Linked DNA regions of Bos taurus: region 2 is linked to region 1. Evidence: chromatin contacts called from public Hi-C data. All regions are on one chromosome and are shown on one strand. The core of a region is the stretch at or near the end of the contact, and the rest is flanking DNA. Distances in the headings are between cores, read along the strand shown.

Region 1 (3,576 bases), core at 349-2,848:
TTTGAAAGTGACCTGGGTGGGCCCTGAGCCATCTACGCAACAGAGAGATGTGTTTACTTGGAAGGAGGAGAGGAAAGACGGAGGTATGTGTGGCCGTGGAATAATGTTCCACACACCCTTACAGGAGGGGATTTCCTTCTGGGTGTTTCCACAGAACCTTCCCTGTGTTTGTTTAAACCCATTGCACACTCTGGTCTGACAGCTGCCTGGCCCAGGGCCTTCCTTGCAGACGCATGCACAACCAACCTTCTTTAACAGCACCCTGCTCTGTGCCCCTCCCCCCCCCACACAATTACTTGAGTATATAAACCTCACTGAAAGGCAGGCTTTTCTTGGGAGCTAATAAATAAGCCCCAAAGCCATAACGTGTGTAAGACCTTGAAAAATGGCATCATCATCTATTGGGAATTGTGAACCCTGCAAAAAGCAGCTCATTGTATTTTCAGAAAAAGCTTTTTGTTAAAAAAAATAATAATAATGAACAAAACCCACCAAGTGGAGTGTATATGGAAAAAGCAATCTAGTCTGAGATTCTAAGGCTGGTCTCTTTGCTGCATTAATCTCTCCGTAGATTTTATGTAAGAGGCATTATTTGCAGGAAAACAAGATACCGTTTTGAAGAATTCCCCTCTCATCCCAGCTTCACATCTGCAGTTATAATCCTCTGATTGTGACCCCCGCGTTAGTTGCCATGGATGCTGAGCAGAAGTTTATGACCTCAGGGTGGGCTACAGTTTCTGGGGGTGAGAGGAGCCTCAGGCAATAAAAATCATGTTTTTCCAGAAAGAGAGGAAAGGGTTGGGGTGGGGGGAGATACCCTCAGGACGCATCCCTTAGCGGTGTGTCAGCACTTGACACGGAGAATTTTCAGCCCCACTTCTGGTCGCTCCTAGGACAAGATGCTGGACTGTGGTCAAGGGGACTCGGCCGGCAAAAGGCTATGTGACCGAAGACAAGGATTTTTTTTTTTTTTTCCTGCCCCTTAGACCTGTTTTCTGAGAGGCTGGGCTTGAGTCTTTCCGAATTCAAAGTGTTTTCTTCAACTGGTTTATCTTCGGTGGAGAGTCTCCAGGTCGGCCACGGGTGCGGCACTTCCTTGACTTCAGGCAGCCCGGTGGTTTCCTGGAGCAGCCGCGCCCGGGGCCACTGCTCGGTGCGGGGCGGGGGCGGGGGGCTGGGGGGCGGGCTCCGGTCCCGCTGAACCTTCCTTCTCCGTGAAAGCAAGCAGGCTGGGCCGTAGAGCCTGAGAGAGCGGTCTCCAGTTGCAAAACCACAACAGAGGGCTTAGAACCCACCAGCGCCGTGGCCTTGAATATCAATGCACGGGCTGGCTCCAGACCACCAAGTTCGTTAAAAAAATGTCTCTGGCAGGGTGTCACTGGCAGACTTGAGGGGTTTCGGTTTGCTCTCATTCGGAATCACCGCCGCGCACATGCCGTGTTGACTTGGAACGGGAGGGGGCGGGAACCAAACCCACCGCTCGGCGCGCACGCCTTGGTCTCACATTCCAGACCCAAGCTGATGTGTGTCCGCGCGACATGGGGCGGGGGGGCGGGTTCTCTTCGGATGTTTCATTCGCCATCTGCACGTCACTCCCAAAACTTTTCCTCCCTGCGCTCGGGGAGTCAGGTTGACGCGCCCCGCATGCCGGGCTCCGGGCGCGGGGCTAGGCGCGCTCCCGCGGAGCCGGAGCCGCAGAGGCTGGGCTGCCCCCGCCGCCCCCAGGCTGGACTCCTGCTTCTCAGGTACAAGTTGGGTGCCAGGCGCGGCGCGGGGGCGGCCACAGGCGGCGGGTGGGTGTCTGGCCCCGAGCTCCGGCGCCCCTCCGCGTTCCGGCCGGGCAGCGCCGGGGTCGGCCCGGGCTGGGCGTAGGGAGTCCGGGCCGGCCGAGGCTGCGCGCAGCCTCACTCCCCACGGCGCTCTCCGCGCGGTGGCGGCGGCGGCGGCGGAGGCGACGACGGCCCAGGCAGACAATGAACTTGCGAGCGCGCGCAGAGCCCAGGCAGGTTTGGGCCCCGCGACCCTCGGCCCAGCCTCACCGAGGCAATCGGCGTCTCCAGCGGAGGGCGTCCCCTCGCCGCCGATCCCGGCCGCGCTCCGGGCGCCCCGCGCGCCGGGGACCCCGCGGGAAGGGATGCTCGGCGGCGGCGGCGGCGCCAATGGCTCGCACGCCCCCCTCTCCCGCTAGGGAGAATGCGATCGGAGCTCCGGGACCGGGGACTCGGCGGCGGGGTGGTGGCGCTGCGGACAGCTGCCTCTGGGCACGCACAGGCCGGCTGTCCAAGAGAACGGCCCCAGGAGTCGGAATGGGGGTGCGGGGGGCGCGCTCTGCAGGCGGAGGACCGACTGACCGACCGATTGGTGCTTTCTCCCTAGGAGCGCGCGTGGGGTGAAGGTGGGGGTAGGGATTCCCCAGCCAGGCGCTCCGCTCCGCGGCGCACTTCGGGGAAGTTTCCAGGCGCGGCCCGGGGCAGGTTGGTGTGTTTGCTATCCGCCACTCTCTCCCTGACACGGGTTCGGGGCCACCTTCCTGCCCAGGCTCCAATCCCGCGGCCGCCCCGGGCGGGGAGGCGTGGGGTGGGGGATCTCAGGCGCGGAAGCCCGTGGGACCGGGTTCCGGGAGGGGGACCGCGTGGGCGGGCCTGGGAGGAGACCCGGGCGCGGCGAGGCCCGGAGCGGCCTGAACTTTTGCTCCCCGCCTTCTTCCTCCGGGCCCTCCGCCCCCTGTTCCCTCCCAGCGCCCCGCCGCAGCTCCGGAGGCGGTGTGACTCGGGAGGAGCCGGCGCTTCCCGGCGGTGGCGGAGGCGGCGGCGGCGTCCCCAGCCGGCCTGGGCGCGGCGAGCCGAACGCTGCAGGTCTGAGCCGAGCGGCGCTGAGGGGCGGCGGGGGCTGCGGGGCGACGGAGCTGCGGGGAGCCGGGGTGGCATCAGCCCCTGAGAGGGGGCGACGCCGCCGATTGGGATGGAGCGCGAGTCTGTTGGGCTATAGGTGCGGGTGTAGAGGACTCGGCGGCCGTGGGCTGATGGGGGACGGGTCGTGGCGCAGGTGGCCCCCTTGGAGTCCTCCTAAGATCACGGGATGGAGGCGCCCGGGAGAAGCGAACCTCGCCTTTGGGAGAATGAATGAAGCGCTGTGAAAGCGCCTTCCGACTCCTCCGGGCGAACGGATTGGCCGGCGTGCGCGCGTGTGTGCGTGTGTGTTTAGGATTCGGAGCCGCCAGGGTCCTGGGCGCGGCTGCTTGACCGCCCCGTCGCGGTCCTGGCCCCACGTTGCCCGTCCGCCCCGCAGCCCGGGTTGGCCCGCGGGGGCTGGAGCGGCGGGTACAGACTGAAGGCTGGGGCTCGGGGGCTGGCTGTTGGCAGCTGAAGTCCGCGCCTGGAGTAGGGAGGTTCGAGAAGGAGGCGATAAAGCCTGGGGCTGAGCCCAGCTTCCCCGCCCCCGGTCCGTTTTCCCATTCCCCGAGGCCCTTGCTACATTCATGTTGGGTGAGTTGATGGCACGGAGTTTGGGGGAATGAAGTTACATCTCTAGGAAACCCCAGGACGCCCCGCGAAGGGATGTGGCGCGCCGTCTTGT
Region 2 (3,576 bases), core at 426-2,925, 44 kb before region 1:
AATCGCCCTCACATGATGTTGCTCACTATTCTCTGGGTCATCCAACTCATGGTCACTTCTGCGTATGAAGGACCTCAGCCCTTTGTGATGAAGGTCACACCTACTTTTCTCAGTCGATTGTTTGCCCCGTTTTCGTTTTGTGGGAATTCAGTTTTGAGACCTTGACCCTCCAGGTGGAGATGGTTCCCCTGGAAGTAGTGACCATCGAACTTCTGGGTTAAGAGATTGTCTCTCACTTATCTTAAAAAATGAGAGCTCAGCTGGAACCAGAGAGGGTCAGTGGGGAAGAGGTTCAAGGGGTCAGAGCGTATCCTGTTCCTCGTTTCACAAATCACGCTGCTAATTGCCCAATTTGGAGATATTTGGTGGTGATTCTCGGCAGCTGGACGTGCATTGCTTCACACACAAGGACAGCTGAGGATGTTTTGTTTCATTGGGTGGTGTGTCAGGAAGTCCCGCAGTGGCCTCTGGGGCCCAGTGACGAAAGTCCTGGTCTTAGAGTGGAACAGAACTAGGACAGACTAGCTGAGCTCTGCGTCTCTGGGAGGGGTCACTGAACTCCTCCAAGCTTTCTGTTCCTGAAACAGGGGCTCTAATGCTTAGTCTGTGGTCTTGTTGGGACTGCTAATAGTGACTGGCCAGTGTGAAAATGGTCCTGGCCATGGGTGGTGATCTGAAGCTTTGAACGGACTCGCCTTTGACCCCTCAGAGCTATGAGATGAAGTATGGAAAATATTTATTTAGGCCCTGACTCTGTGGGTGGTGACTCAATGTCCTTGCCCCTTCTATAAAACAGAGTTTTTCATGGGGTGGTATAGGCTGTGGCCCCACATCCCCTGGGCTGTTGGGGTTTCCTCTGAACAGAACTCTGGGTCAGAGGCTCCTCAGGAACCCTGCTGCTGCAAGGTGGAGGAGGGGGGCCGCCTTGGCCTCTCAGGCTGCTGGAGCATGGCACGACCACCGGCTGGCTGTGTTACGTACTCAGCCATGTCCGACTCTCTGCGACCCCACGGACTGCAGCCCGCCAGGCTCCTCTGTCCACGGGATTTCCCAGACAAGAATACTGGAGTGGGTTGCCATTTCCTTCTCCAGGGCACCTTCTTGACCTAGGGACTGAACCCGCGTGTCCTGCATTGGTAGGCAGATTCTTTACCACTGGGCCACCTGAGAACCACTGACCGGGGGAGCTTATAAACCACAGAAATGTATTGCTCACGGCTCTGAAGACTGGAAGTCCAAGATGTTTAGGTGAGGGTCCTCTTCTTGGTTCTCGACTGTGCCTTTTCAGGGTGTCCCCTCTCACGTGCTAGAAGGGGCAGGGGAGCAGTGAGGTCTCTTTTATTAGGGCACAAATCCCGTCATGAGGGCACCACCCTCATGACCTAGTCACCTCCCCCGAGTCCACCTACTAAGAACATCACCTTTGGGGGTTAGAATTCCTATGTGTGAAGCTGGGGGGACACAAACATTCAGCCTGTAGCAAGGACTTTCCACCTCCCCTCTTTGCAATCTCCCTTCCGGCAGGACGTGGCTAATCCAGCAGGGAGGACCTTGGTTACAAGTCACCATGGCCTTGTGCTAACAGTAGTGGCTGAGTCATGCTGGGCACCTCCTGGGCACCAAGGCCTGAGCTCGGTGATTCAGAGACAAAGTCTCCACACGTGTGTGATTGTCACCAGGAGGCCACACCCAGCTCTCCTCCGAAGGATGTCCGGGGAGGGACTCAGAGACCCACACAGACACTAGTGTGCAGATACATGCACACACACACACACACACAGACATGCTCATGCACATATATTCACACTCATTCATACAGACGCAGACACATGCATGCGCAACACACACATACACAATACATAACACTCACAACACGCACATATACACACACTCACATTTGCAGACACACACATATGTAACATAACATACACATGTACTGCATTCACCCACACCGACACTCAGACACAGACACATATACACAGACACGCTCATACACACACACACACACACTCTCATTCACACAGACACACTCTCACACAAGCAGACACACACATATGCATACAACACAGAGACACACACTCACACACATGCACCCACACAGCAACACCAGACACAACCCTTAAGGGCTGGGCGGGCTCCTGGCCGTCACACGTGAGGAAGGACAGACACAGGCTGAGGCCCCTCAGAAGCAGATGGGCAGGCAGAGGAAGTTTCGAGACAAATACAAACGGAACGCCTCTCCTGGGCCAGCGCTGGGATGACGCCGTGCAGGGCAGACCCGCAGGGTCGCGTCCTTCCAGGGCGGGGCATCTACACGGATGACAAGCTGGAGTATCTGCGGGGCTGCAGGCAGAGCCCGGCTGGCTGGAGTCAGCTCCCTGTCTGTGTCAGCAGACGGGTGACAAGACGCTGGCTGGGGTGTCACCTCCTGGGTGGGGAGAGTCCCTGAGACTGTCAGTGAGATCTTGCCCATCCATGACTCCAAAGCTGCTGTTTTCGATTTCACACTTGGTTCTCACAGAAAACAGAGCAGGAAGAGGAAGTAACAAGAGTTTCGTGGTTTCCTGCACACCTCACCCTCTGGGTTCTTCAGGGGGTGTTATTAGGGCATATCGGAGGCAGGGGGTAAAGGATGGTTCGGTAGCCCAGTGACCTCTGCCTTGGCTGCCCCCAACCTGCTTCAGCAAGGATGATTCTTTCAAGTTCGGAGGCCCAGGAAGGCAGGGCCGTGCAGGAGAAAGCAGAGCGTGGATGGGCCGGCAGGGAGCCTGGCTTCATTCAGCCCTCTGCTCTGTAACTTACTTGCTGTGTGCCTTTAGGCAAGTCACTCACCCTTTCTGGGCCTCTGCTGTAATTTGAGGGAGTTGCACTGGTTGGGTTTATAGCCACTCCAGCCCTGAAGGGCTACAAATAACCCTTGTCTGCCGCAAAACTTGGATGGCGGCTTTAAATAGATCTCCTCAGGGCCTCAGATTTCAGCGGAGGCAAAATCCACAAACAGCCAAGGGCAAATGGGAAAATTAAATGTTTCAGAAACTTACATTTTAAAACTTACAATAAGCACGCAGCAAGCTTTGTGAGACTACTCAGTGGTACTGACCAGTCTCCAGCCCTCCCTATCCTTGGGCTAAATCGACGCTGGTAATATACCAGCCAGCTGGCATGAACTCTGAACCATTTCTACAAAGTCTGTGGTGTAGGTTGACCCCCACTGCCTCAACCAGCCCCCACCCCAGGTGATATGAGCAGGCTTCATGGGTGGGCATGGTGTTTTTTGCCTAGAAGGGTCTCATGCTTGGTTTCATGTCCAGCTGTCACTATCTTAAAAGTCTTAAGTTTTGAACAAGGGGCTCTGTGTTTTCATTTTGGACTGGGCCTTGCAAATTTTGCACAGTGTCTGAACCCAAGCTCACTTTTCCTAGACAATCACTGAACTGACGGCAGTGTGTTAATATCTGGTCTAAAGCCATTTAACTTTCAGAAGAACTAAGCGTTCAACTTGGGTCTTATTTGCACATGACTTAGCCTACTTACCTGTCCAGGGTTAGTGCCAAGCACAAAATAAAGAGGAGTTAT

The links. A called contact is a pair of places that touch in the nucleus more often than the background predicts.
Region 2: a Hi-C map of an unstated tissue shows a contact between it and region 1, with 2.1 times the contacts expected there. The contact joins the enhancer-like site here to the promoter of CHST15 in region 1. A contact is called at or near these places in 2 of 11 Hi-C or Micro-C datasets (liver and an unstated tissue).

The regions. Positions count from the first base shown.
Region 1 is chr26:43,791,181-43,794,756 of ARS-UCD2.0, reverse strand. It overlaps CHST15 (carbohydrate sulfotransferase 15), which reads left to right and starts at 1,598. Exons shown (of 9, transcript XM_059882099.1): 1 at 1,598-1,745.
Region 2 is chr26:43,834,915-43,838,490 of ARS-UCD2.0, reverse strand. No RefSeq gene overlaps it. Among named protein-coding and RNA genes, the nearest start is that of CHST15, 44 kb to the right of the region's middle. Within about 2 kb of position 1,675, at least 25 of the 102 cell types and tissues checked have an H3K27ac peak or open chromatin away from gene starts, as enhancers often do. A contact at or near this core is called in liver, where this site is marked.